Regions from separate parts of the Anas platyrhynchos genome. Here region 1 is linked to region 2. A link is a contact called in public Hi-C data. All regions are on one chromosome and are shown on one strand. Each heading gives the region's core, a stretch centred on a gene start, on an enhancer-like site or on the middle of the called end of the contact. The rest is flanking DNA. Distances are from core to core; before and after follow the strand shown.

Region 1 (5,834 bases), core at 2,815-5,314, 170 kb after region 2:
CTCTTAGAGATGCCAGAAGCGATCTGCCTGTCTGCTGAGTGGAAATGATACAACCGTGGCCAAGTTTTGTGTTCCAGGCTTCAGCCCACGCAATTAATTTTCCCATTGTGATGGTGTTTAGAGACACAGCAATCCCACTGGGTGAGATGCTGTGTGGGTCATGTGAGACACCAAAAAAGCACACATTTTCAAAAGGCAAGACAGAAACACAAATTGTTTTTCTATGGATGAGTTTGCACGTAGTAACTTACTAACGCTTATAGATAAAACCTGCAGTACCTGGTTTACTATCTTACACATGAAATTATTTTCTCCTAATATTCAGCTCCTGCTCATTGGATTGACGTGATGGTAAAACTATCTGCAACATTATTTGCAGTCAGTATAAAACAGAGCCCACAACGTATTGTGGCAGTCTATTGTCTTGCTCCTGCTTCAGCTGCCTCCCCCCACCCCCCTACCTCATCTCTTTATTTTCCTGCTTACTCAGCAGGTTCTAAAACAGATTTGAAGCAAGGATGAAAGCAAACAGCCCTAAAAATGCTGACTTCTCCAAGTAGCGCACCCTGCCATTCAGGTACCCAGGGACAACCACCACCTTCCTAATAGCAGACTTTTAATCTCCTTCTAAAGGTAGACAGACGTAAAAAGGAAAATAATTTACAAACAGTAGTGCTAAAAATAAAATGCTTAGAAGAAAGAATACCTTATTTACCATAAAGTAGGCAACATACAGAACGAAGAGGAAAAAAGTGAAAACACGGTCCTTTTTCCCTTCCCTGAATATAGTATTTTTTTAAAGCTTTGATAAACCAGCCTTGTATATTAACCTCTCCGTGTGGGGACAAATGTAATATACAACCAGCTTCTGCCTCCCTCTGTCAGAGAGGTGTTTTTTTTTCCCCTTTGCTTGCAGGTAACTGCAGAGTAGCCCATCACCTCCCTGCTCCCTGGGGCTGTACAGTGCCAGCCCCAGTCCCCACTGCAGACGGGGCCATCCGCTGTGTCATGGAACAGAAAGGAGCTCTGCTAATCTACTCCACAGAAAAATCCTGCCAACTGCAGAAAAAATCAAAAGATTGAACTTAATGTTCATTTAATGTCCACACTTCTCGTGCCTTTTAGACCAACGCTTTCCTTCTCCACAGCACAGATCTCCCAGTTCCCATAGTCATTTAATTTTAATTGAGGATTGGGCTTCTGTACAGGTCATCAAATACTCTTCCATGAAAAGGAGCTTATCAAACCAAAACAGAACAATATGGTGAAGGTGGTTTATTTTTTCCCAGCTGGCTGAAGCACCAGGTAGTTCTGATTTTGCCTTTCCCCTGCAGGGTCAGGGCTGTCTGTGAATGGCCATCTAAAAGGAGGACTCTAGTCTCACCTGCCTTTGGTGTAAACTTGTCTTTGACACATCCTAAGTAAATAGGATAAGAGAGCCTGTGTTCAGCATGTAACAGGTACAGATGAAAGCAAAAGATGAGCCCTTTAAAAAACAAACCAAAACAAAAAAAAAAACAAAACACCAAAACCTCTCCTCCTGCTTTGGAATTCAGCGTTATTCTGACTTTCACAGCTGCCTGAAGGACCGGAGCTTCTAACATCTCAGTTAAAGAAGACACTTTTAAGCTTATTCACCCAGTAGTGTTTCTTTTAACTGCTTTCATGTTTTCCACACAAAATCTTGGGGGTTTATACATTGCTACATCAGCATTCTTACCTGTTTCACATCTGAGGAAACTGAGACACAGGAAAGGCAGATGGCAGATGACTTATTCACGATCATGTAACAAGGGCTGCGCATGTCAAGAACAACAAGAAAATGTCCTGATTTGGGGCCAATTAATGCAATCCTAAAGTCACCATATTTCCCTTAGTCGTGTCTCCTGGTATGGCAAGTCCAACCTGTATGACTGTAGGTAGAGTGTATGATTTATTCCCTTTCCATGGGGAAGATGAATCTGGGGAAGGTCCTGTAGCCCTCTGTGGCTGCTGGACAGCATTTCTTTAAGAGTAAAGGCTTGCCTTGCTTCTTCCCATTTGTTTGACTGTGACCTGTGAGGGACATTGGTCTGGGGCACCTAAAGGAGAGAGAAGAGAGGATGTGTCACTGTGACACATGGCTTAGAGTGCTATAAACCAGTCCTTGTTCTGGGCCTCTGAAAAAGGAAAGAAAGACTGTCAGAACTGGAGAGAGGGGTGGTGTGAGTGAGAAAAGAGGGGGCTGAAATGGTGGAAGAGAAAGTGAAGGGAAGAGGGCAAGGAAAATATGTGAGCACAGGAGGTTCAAAGACATTCTTTGGCTTCTTCTGCCTCCTGTGCCTGTGCTGGCTCAGCCAGTGCTGAGGCCATGAAGACCTCTCGTAATCTACATTTCCTTTTCCTCTTTCACTGGGAATGGAAGAGTCGTATGTTAGTGACCCTGCTCTCCCCCTTTCCCTCTCCATTTCCTTTCCCAGCAACGTCTCTCTGGGAGACACAGCCATCTGGCTGTTTATTGCAGCATGGGCTGAACTCTTAGATGTATCCTTTGGAATTTGGTCCTGGTTTTATGATTTCTCTATCATTCCTTTGCATTTTCTGTATGTCTCATTTGCTTCCCTCGAGCTACTGTTGCATCAGTGAACCCTGTCTCCTTGTATCCCATGTACTTTCACGTTTTCTTCTCTCCCCAGAGCTTCTCAACATTCCTGTTTGGTTTCTGCTCCTTTTATTCCATTTTTTTTTTCTCACGTTTCTCTGCTTCCTGTTAGCACAGGGAGCACCATCCCACTCTGAAACAGTTGACTGAGCACAGGCATCAGCCTCCCTCTGCTATAATCCCATCCATCCTGGGTCAAGACACTGACCTCAGAGGCATTGCTGGAGGCGGAAAGGGAAGATGCAAACGATTCCAGAGGAAGTTCAGCCTTGAAGTTCAGCACTGGGATAATGAGCAAGAATCCTTAGCCTGTCTCCCTTTGTGCTATGAGTAAAATGCATAGCACAGTCTGTTTAACTCCTTCACTTCCAGGAGCAAGCAACAATGCTGGTAAAGAAATAGGGAAACAAAAATGATCGTCTTCCATGGAAGTCTATCTAGTCTATACTTGTAAGATGGCATGATGTCCCAGGAATAAAATGGTGAAGTAGAAATCTGTCCTGGATGCTCTGGACTGTCATACTCCTTTTGTCATCTCAACCATAAAGCTGCTGCAAGCATATTTCTTGATGGACTTCTCATGAAAGAATGGATTGATGCTGTGGAATGAAATCTTCAGTCGTGTCTGGTGGGGAGATAAACTGGGAGTATTCTAGGGCCATCATTCTGTGCTCTCCGAGTAATAAAAGCTTTTTTGTTTTTATTTAATTCCTCCTGCCGTAACAGTGAACTTTCTGCAGTCCTTTGTGTGTGCTGGACATGATCAGGAGAGTGTTGAAGATAAAGCTGATGCTCCCTATGCCTTGACAAGTGTTACATGTGATGAGTAGCATGCAGGGGTGCTGTGCTGGGATCTGTGCCAAGGAGGCTGAATGGCCACTGACAGCTTCACAGTGGCAAAGGATGCAGACCCAGAATAATTAAGCAACTGTGTCTCATTGCAGCTCATGACAGTTTCCAGATGCTGCTGTAAGTGATTCCAGATGTGTTCTTCAGAACCTCTGGTTGTTGAAAGCATCCGTGTAGTGGGAGGGCAGGGCAACGTCCTCTTCCAGTGATGCATGTGCCACCACTGTCTATCTCCTTTAGACTCGTGTGGTGGGCATGGAGTCAGAAGTGTGCAAAAGTGCACTCAAAGGGCAAAGCCTTGTACATGTCCTTCCAGTAACTGTGTCCTTCCTAGAGCTCTCAGATGCTCACTGCTGTGCAGTTGACCAGGGCACAAAAGATTGTCTCTGTGTGTTGCCTTTAAAACCCTTTCCTTCCTTGTGCACAATTACTTTCAGGGCCCGCTGTGTCCCACAGTGAAAGAGGGGAGCTGGAGACATGCAGACCCAAAGGGACTTCGTGATATTGTGTGTAACGGCACAGGGCAGGGACTTTCTCTTGGTTATTCTCATGTCTGGCCTGATACCTCCCTCTGCTGTTCCTTGCCTGTTTGGCACTCAGCCTCCAGCTCTCCTCGGCTCCTGCTGAATGTTTTATAGCTGAGCTCAGCCCCTTGCGTGGTGCAGGTGGCAACTCTGCAGAAGCGGGGCAGTGAGCTACAGCAGTAGGACTCCACCTATACTGGAGAACAGGAAGGTGACCTCAAATGGAGATGGTGGGCTTGTTGTCCTGTGTTTGCACTGTGTTAGCACTGTGTTAGGCAGAGGGGTTCAGCTCTGGGAACCTCAAACTTGGGAGTGAGAAAGACTTCCTGGTACTGACTCCAGTGTCTTCTCCCAGTTTCCCTATCTTTAGAATAACAGCACCTGTCAATCTGCCTTCCAGGGCTGCATTTTAAGAGACTGATTTGCTCATCTTTGCATATATATATATATATTAATTTTTTTTTTTTTAAATGATACTTCATGCAGTCAGTCCCAAAGTTATTAAAGGTCTTCTGTTGTCCTTCGTGATATAAACAGTCTGAAAACAGTTTATATCTTAGTGTTTTTAAAGTAACAAATGTAGTGTTGTAATTAAGGGAGAAAATGGTAAGGAAGAAGACTAGCAGGAGAAATGCTTTATTTTTTCAAGTTCCTTCCCCCTTCTGTCCAAACCACCTTGCATGAAACAGGCAGGCAGTTTTGCCAAGGTATGTGCCCACCTTCTGACTTCTCCATAGGAGCTGTTTGGGTAGGAAAGGTGTGATAAGGGGTGAGGGTGTCCCCAGAGAAACAGAATAATGCTAGATTGTTAAACTGTAGTGAAACTGACAGTTTTTATTGCATGGTGATTCAGCATCCAACACAAGGGGTGCTCATCCCAGCTGGGTGCCAGCCATGAGAAGTAACTATTGCATTCCAAAACAAAGATAGCTACAATAATAATAACTGTAGGGTGGAAAAATCAGGCAAATGAGGGGTGGAAGAGGCCACATAGTGATGGTTTTGCCCATCCTGGTACAGATTTTCAGCTCGAATTCTTCAGCGAAACTCAAGGACGTTTTGCTCTTTTATTTTCTGACTTTTCCTTGGCTCGAGGTGATGCTCTTGACTCATCCTGCAGCAGGGAGGGTTGTGCTCGTGTGCTGGCGCTGAGGCTCTGCTCTGGAGCATTGCCATCTGGTGGCCGTCCCTTGGAAAGGCAGGGCGAGGGTGGGTGTGGAGCTGGCATTTCCCAGCCGAAGTTTGAATTTCTTTACCCAAAGTGCCGCTTGGCTCCGCCGTGGTCCCTCCGGTACGAGCGCTGGTGTGCGCAGCCCGAGGGACAGAGGCATCTGAGTACACGCAGAGATGGGTGTACTTCGTGAGAGATGAGTAATCCTGCTCGCTGTAAGAGTTTGCAATATTAAAACTTTTTAAATAAACACTCTCATAAATGCACAGAGCACTAAATGCCTAAAAAGCAAAATAATTACTAAAACAACAGATTTAAATGATAAATAAAATAAATAACAATGATAAATTCAAATGGTCGTTATATTAATAGTAATTAATAAAAGTGTAGCATTAGAAATCAAATGCCAAGCAGTCTTAATCAGCACTTAGAAGCTAAAGCTGAATGCATTAAAATTAGACATTAAACTTTTATTTTGTAGTGGCACACTGTTTCATGATGCCGTCAAATGAAGGCTCTGCGGATGCTTGTCTGAAGATGCTGTTTCACCAGAGTAACCAGAGCAGTTCAAGGACGCCTGGGTTGAACCACCTGGATGACTTTATGGTGCGTACTTTAACTCCACGAATGTATTGCTGTTGCTTGGTAG
Region 2 (6,164 bases), core at 437-2,936:
ACATTACTGTTCAAAGCAAAACTAATTCAATGTAATGATGGGTTTCCATAGCCACTTTTGGTATTTCTGAAATACAGTAACTTCAGGGTTCGGATAGGATGCTGGCATGTTTGGGATGTTTTTTTAAAAATGCCACTGACCTTCCACCTATCTGCAAAGGAGGATTTTTCCAAGTTCACAGCCAAACTGAAGCATTTCAAACACTACGAATCGCTCCAGTTTTGTTGTTGTTGTTGTTGTTTGGCTCTGTGCTGATTAACACATGTAAATAAAGGCAGCTGGTGTTACCTCTCTCTATTTCCATTTCACACCCTATTAAAGTCTGATTTCACAATTAATTGAAACCAAAATGAGATTATTCAGAAATTAATCCTCTCTGGCAGCCTTTACCGTGCTGAGGTTTAGTCATTCATTACCTGGGGAGGCACAGACCCCCTCCTGGCAGTATTTAGAATTAAACATTTTGGATATCACACAGCGATACCAAAACTGGTGCTGGAACAGGATGCGTCTGCAAGCGTATCGCTGCTGTTAAACACTTGTCGGAACAAGAGAGGGAAGGATTGCTCCATCTTGCTGACAGAAAAGCCACGTTTTAATACGAGCAGAATTTAAAAGAGCCAACTAGGGGGATCAAAATGTAAAGGAAGAACAACAGCACAAGGGATGAAGTCACATCAACAACAGGCCCAAAGACCAGAGAAGTCAGATCCAGACAGCTTCCAGGTGGGCAGGGTTTGGGGTTCGAACTCAAACACGGATTCGTAATGACATTTCTTGAGTAATGAAAGTGCAACAGTAAAACACACTGGATATACACACCTACCGACCACTGGACATGTTATAAATGACAAAAAGTAATTCCTGATGTGATTAAAGAAACACACACAAATGATACAAAATCAGCTTATGGCCACAGAATGAGCTGACGGATGAGCAGATGATGAGGATCACAGAATCACAGAATCATCTAGGTTGGAAGAGACCTCCAAGATCACCAAGCCCAACCTGTGACCTAACACTAACCAGTCCCCCACTAAACCATATCCCTAAGCTCTACATCTAAACATCTTTTAAACACCTCCAGGGATGGTGGATGCGCAAATTACCACCGTTTCTCCTGTCCTTTCGCACTCCTCAGCCTCACCTCGCTCCAAAAATGCCCAACAATTGTAAAGATGAGACTTTTGAAAAGCAGCAGCTCATGGCACACAAGTACTGCTCCAGGCATCTCTCTGCACACACAGCTGCAGCTGTTTGGAGCCGCCTGGAGCTGGAAGCGAGGAGAAGACGACCGCTGCCACCGGCCTGCGGAGCAGGAGAAGCCTGAACGCCCTCTGCACGCTAGGTGGCACCGCAATACAAATTATGGTGGGATTCAGCAATGATTCGGGTTCCTAAGAAAAATGAGTAAAATCATCTCCCGGCTCACGGGCCCCGTCCTTCGGAAGGCCGGCTCGGCACGGCCGCTGCGTTTCCAGGGCCAAGACAATGGGGACGGCTCCGTGTGAGGAACCAGCCGCTTGGCGGGGCCAGGCAAAAACAAGGAGACCCTTCAATTGAAGGGGCTCACTTATTTCTTTATTTATTCCAAAGAGAAGTGGCTTTACCCCAGAACAAAGCCTTCTTTCGTTCGCTGGCTACTGCTGGACAGAACGGGGCCCTTACTTCGGCCGTTGCCCGTCGCTGTGCCCAAACCCAGCGCTGCCTCAGCGCCCGGGGCTGCCAGCACGGAAAAGCCTCTGGAAGGGGCCAGGAGTGGGATTGCTTCACACTCTTCGCCCATCGTTTTTAAACAGGCTCATTTTATATGCTGGCAACACATGTTAAGGGTAGAAACCATGCAGAACCTCTAACGTGGGCTTGTTAAAGTTATTGAGAAACGCCTTCATCCGCGGTCAAAAAAAGAGTAAGCCAATGAATATAATTTTTTTTTACAGCTCTGTAAGATACATGTACGTTTTATCTTCCTGCATATGGCATTTCATAAAACTGCTGACTTTCAAGGAAAGTGCATTAAAATCCCGGAGTTAGTTATGACTGCCTCTTCTGCTCGGAGCTCCAGAATCCATTAAATGCTGTGGGAGGTCAGTGACAGTTTTAGTCAGAGTCTACTTTTCCATTTGCTGGAAACAAGCATATTATTCCTCTGAGAGAACTGAAAATTGATACAGTCCTGTCATTGCAGGCTATTAGTCTCTTGCTCAGTCGCTTTTTTTTTTTTCTCCCCCACTAAATCAATATTCACTTTTTTTTCCCACACTGATAATAATCAGTCACTGGAAAAAATGCTTTAAATACCTGCAATCTCCTCAGGAGTTCTGGGAGAGGAGAAAGAACAATAAAAGCAGCCCCAAAAGCAATCATTTTGATGGGAGGAAGAGCGCTGTGGCAATGAGAAGCCCAATTTGTTAATCTAGCCATTGATCCTGTCTCACTGCCACAGATTTTTCTCTTACTCAGAGTGCAGAGAGGTTTCTACTATGATTTCTCACCTTCCTGTCATCCAAACAGAGTATGCATTTTGTTTTTAATACACAGGCCAAATGGAGAAGTGGGCTGGGCTGAGTAACACCCCTTATTTACATTTACAGAGCAGCAGTGAGAAATGCATAAATAAGCCCAATTGCACAAAAATACTTCCACTGCAAATTTCGTCATCAGAAACTTACTCAAAAGGATGAGCAAACATGTCAGTGGGTAATAAGGCACCATCAAAACTTCTCTAAAAGCTTGGGAAACAGACTGTAAGCAAAACCAAACAAGTTTTGCACATCACGTTTACGCAAACCACATCTTTCCAAGCACAGATCTGCAGGACTAGGCTCAAGACAGAAAAGCTACGAGGGGGAGAAATCAGTGTTAACTACAACCACATCTGAGAACTGCTTCCCCAGGAAAAGCATTATTTATTATCTGGCTAAATACCAACCTCTCTTGCTGACAAGACGAGCAGCAAATGAAGGAAAATAATCTCCCCTTAGCTGGAGGAGGAAGCGATAAAAGCTGAAGGGAAGCTTATTCTATTTCCTCCCATGACCCCAGAAGTGGGAAAGATCAACAACCACTCATCTTTACCAACCCGGCCGTGTGAAACCCGGTGCGTTTGGCATTTACTGTGCCTCCGCCCCCAGTTTTACATAAAGGTTACTCTACGACTACAGGACTCCCAGAGCTTTCAAATTAAGCCCATGACCTTTAGCTACTTGCTCATTTCTTTGCTTCACTTCAGTTTGGGGGCGTGAGGGTGCACACACAATTTTTGTGCACACATGCATGTGTGTACATCTGTGAGAAAGGATGTTTAAAATTTTCATATCTTAAATCCTCCTCTCTCCTTTTTTTTTAAACAAAGAAAACTAAAGTCCATGTTCCACAGCTGGATGCAGAGGCGCAGTGCACAACTCCCATATGTTTTAGATCACCACAGGCATTTCTATACAAAAACTTGAGCGAGTGCTAAAGCGTGGAATAGACTAGATGGAAGTATTTCCTCTCAACTACTCCTTTCTGGGAAAGGGGAGCTGGAAAATGACCAGAAGAGATACATGGACTAATTGATTTTCTGAAAAAGGAAAATTTTGCTAGGAGAAAAAACAAAAACTTCCCCCTTTAGCCAGATGTTGCATAAAAAACTTCAGTCAGACTAAAAATACCTGGCTTTAACATGAAACTCCAAGGGGAATCACGCCTGTATTTATTGCACCTCTCCTTCTCTTCAAGTGCAAACATAACCATGTGCATGGTTCTTATTTTCTGTTGCTCACACACCTGCCCTGGGTTCCTACTGCTCCAGCGAGCGCCTTCCCACGTCACGGTCATCAGGAGTACGCTGAGGGACTGAGGGACACGCTGCACCCTCTACAAATTCCCTGATATCCCCAACTCCTTGTCTTTTGCAGAATGGGGTGTCCCACAGTATCTGCAGGCTTTAGGCAATGTACAACTCAGACTAGCACACAGAATTCAAAATACAGCTGCCAAGTAACTAAGCAGTTGTATGAGGTCTAAGGCACCTCATCCACTAGGGAAAAAAAAAGTTTACTATATTGCACATGCTTACCTTACCTACTCTGAAAAATAAATATTGCCCAAATTCAACAGAAACATTTATACTAGTTGTAGAATGAGAACACGTAAGTTAAGACAAGGCACTGAAAAAGCCCTCCCTCCCACACTCCTACTGCATTTTAAATAAGATTTTATATTATGCTGCAATTACACGGTTAATGACACAGTCAGACCTTGTGTAGGAGGGACTGTATTTCTGATGAAAACAATCAATGACATTTACAGCAGTTAGGTGACTTGAAGAACTTATCCTCAGCCCCTGGAAGAAGTTTTCCAGAGTACAACCATGAAGTCACTCTCGTGGCCATCAGCACTTGCACAGCATCATGACAATGTTGGGAAGGACAAAGGAGAGAGGCAAGGCCAGTCTCTGTCCTCTGCCACATCTGGTAAACATGAAGGCTTTATTAACTCTGATACGGAAAGCTGTGTTAGTATCTTTATCATCAGTATTACCATCCTTCCTACCAACATGGAAATGCTAAAACCTTGATAGAGGTCCACATGGGTACAGATCTGTAGGTACCATTATTCCAACAAGACACACAAATGCCCTAAAACCAGTGGATTGTTTTACTGTTAATCTCAGCCAAATCAATGAGGAAAATCTCTAAGAAGTCTGAAAATTAGGTGTTTCATCTAAGGTTAACATAACCGGCTCTCAGGAAGTGCCTACGACTTCATCTATAAGGTTTCAGCCTCAATAATTCTAGCAAAAGGCACTACTCAGCAGACAGAAAGCTGGTATAATGCAGTCATTAAAATGAAATAGGTGACACTACTGTCATCCATTTTCAGTTCTGAAAATAATGAGTTGGAAAAAAGATTGAGATAATCATGTTAAAGTCTCAAGCAATTATGTGAGAAACTCAAGTTTCCTTAAACAAACAGATTTCTTCGCTCTCTTTGAGAAAGGCTTGAAGATACGTGTGCACCATTATGGCAGACAAACACCTAGCTAATAATGAGACCTACTTTGAAATTACCACAACTTTTAATCTAATTATATGATTGGGTTTGATATTATTTCTGGGAGATGCTGTTTTAGAAGGACTAGAGCTTTCAGCCCAGGAAAAGCAAACACATTATGCTGCACTGAAAAGCAGCCCACCCTCTTAAATATTAATTGCAACCTTATGGCTAACAAAAAGCAAGAGGAATATTTTATTCTAGATATTCTCTGGGTCTTGTAGCTGAAGAAGAATTCCTGCTAAATAGACAAGCTTCACTAGGAAGTGAAGCTCTTAGTTCACTACATAAGCCCTGCCCAGTATGGTCTTACTTGCATCGAGGTCAAACGGACTGTCCTCGTGAGTAAAGGACTGACTGCAGGAGAGAGGTGCCAGGCAAGTAAGAGAAATCCTTTCCTGCAGTCCTGAGGCTGTCCCCAGCGCTGCTGACGCACCTCAGAGATCTGCCAGGCGGGGAGGAACTGCACAGTCCAGTCCCAACTGAAAACCAGCGTGTGATCACAGAAATACAGACGGCATCGTGAAGCACAACAGCAGAGTGCAAGCCAGCCTTCGACATTTCATGTCACTCGAGACCATGACCACTTCAATGCTGTTTTTTTTCCAGTGCTTATATGAAATGGATTGCAAACTCACGGTGGCCAACTGGAAATCGTGAAGCTGTATTTTCCAGACTGCAAGCACACACAGGAATTACCCCATTACTTGCCTGCCACGGATTATTTATGTCATGGGGCAAAGCAGTATATCACATGCATTTCCAAAATCCCAGGGGAGGAAGAAAAATGCTTTTGCAGATAAAAGAATGCACCTTCTGTATGTTGACTCGGTAAAGGGCAGCAAGGACAGTAAAGCAAAATGCCTTCTATCCATGGTATTACAGAAATAATCTTGGAAAAGCTCTATAAATAGGATTATTTTTATTTTTACGAAATGTTTCGTAAAACTTATCTTGTGGGCATTTTTTGTTTATTTGTTTGGTTTTGATCCATGTCTCAAAACCTTAATTGGCTGTCTCCAATAGAGTAAACTTCAAAAGTTACAAATACAGGAAAACTCCATAAAAGTTCATGGATCTAAAAACCACAGATTTTCACTCTAGAAAACACCACTAAAATGCCA

The links. A called contact is a pair of places that touch in the nucleus more often than the background predicts.
Region 1: a contact with region 2 is called in a Hi-C map of subcutaneous adipose tissue, with 2.2 times the contacts expected there. The contact joins two enhancer-like sites. A contact is called at or near these places in 2 of 8 Hi-C or Micro-C datasets (skeletal muscle and subcutaneous adipose tissue).

Annotation. Positions count from the first base shown.
Region 1 is chr25:4,196,942-4,202,775 of IASCAAS_PekinDuck_T2T, forward strand. LOC139999438 (a long non-coding RNA gene) reads left to right here. Exons shown (of 3, transcript XR_011804945.1): 2 at 5,667-5,791. Among named protein-coding and RNA genes, the nearest start is that of BARX2, 19 kb to the right of the region's middle. Within about 2 kb of position 4,065, at least 2 of the 8 cell types and tissues checked have an H3K27ac peak or open chromatin away from gene starts, as enhancers often do.
Region 2 is chr25:4,030,810-4,036,973 of IASCAAS_PekinDuck_T2T, forward strand. All of the region lies in intron 5 of ARHGAP32 (Rho GTPase activating protein 32), which reads right to left. Among named protein-coding and RNA genes, the nearest start is that of TRNAP-AGG, 88 kb to the right of the region's middle. Within about 2 kb of position 1,687, at least 2 of the 8 cell types and tissues checked have an H3K27ac peak or open chromatin away from gene starts, as enhancers often do.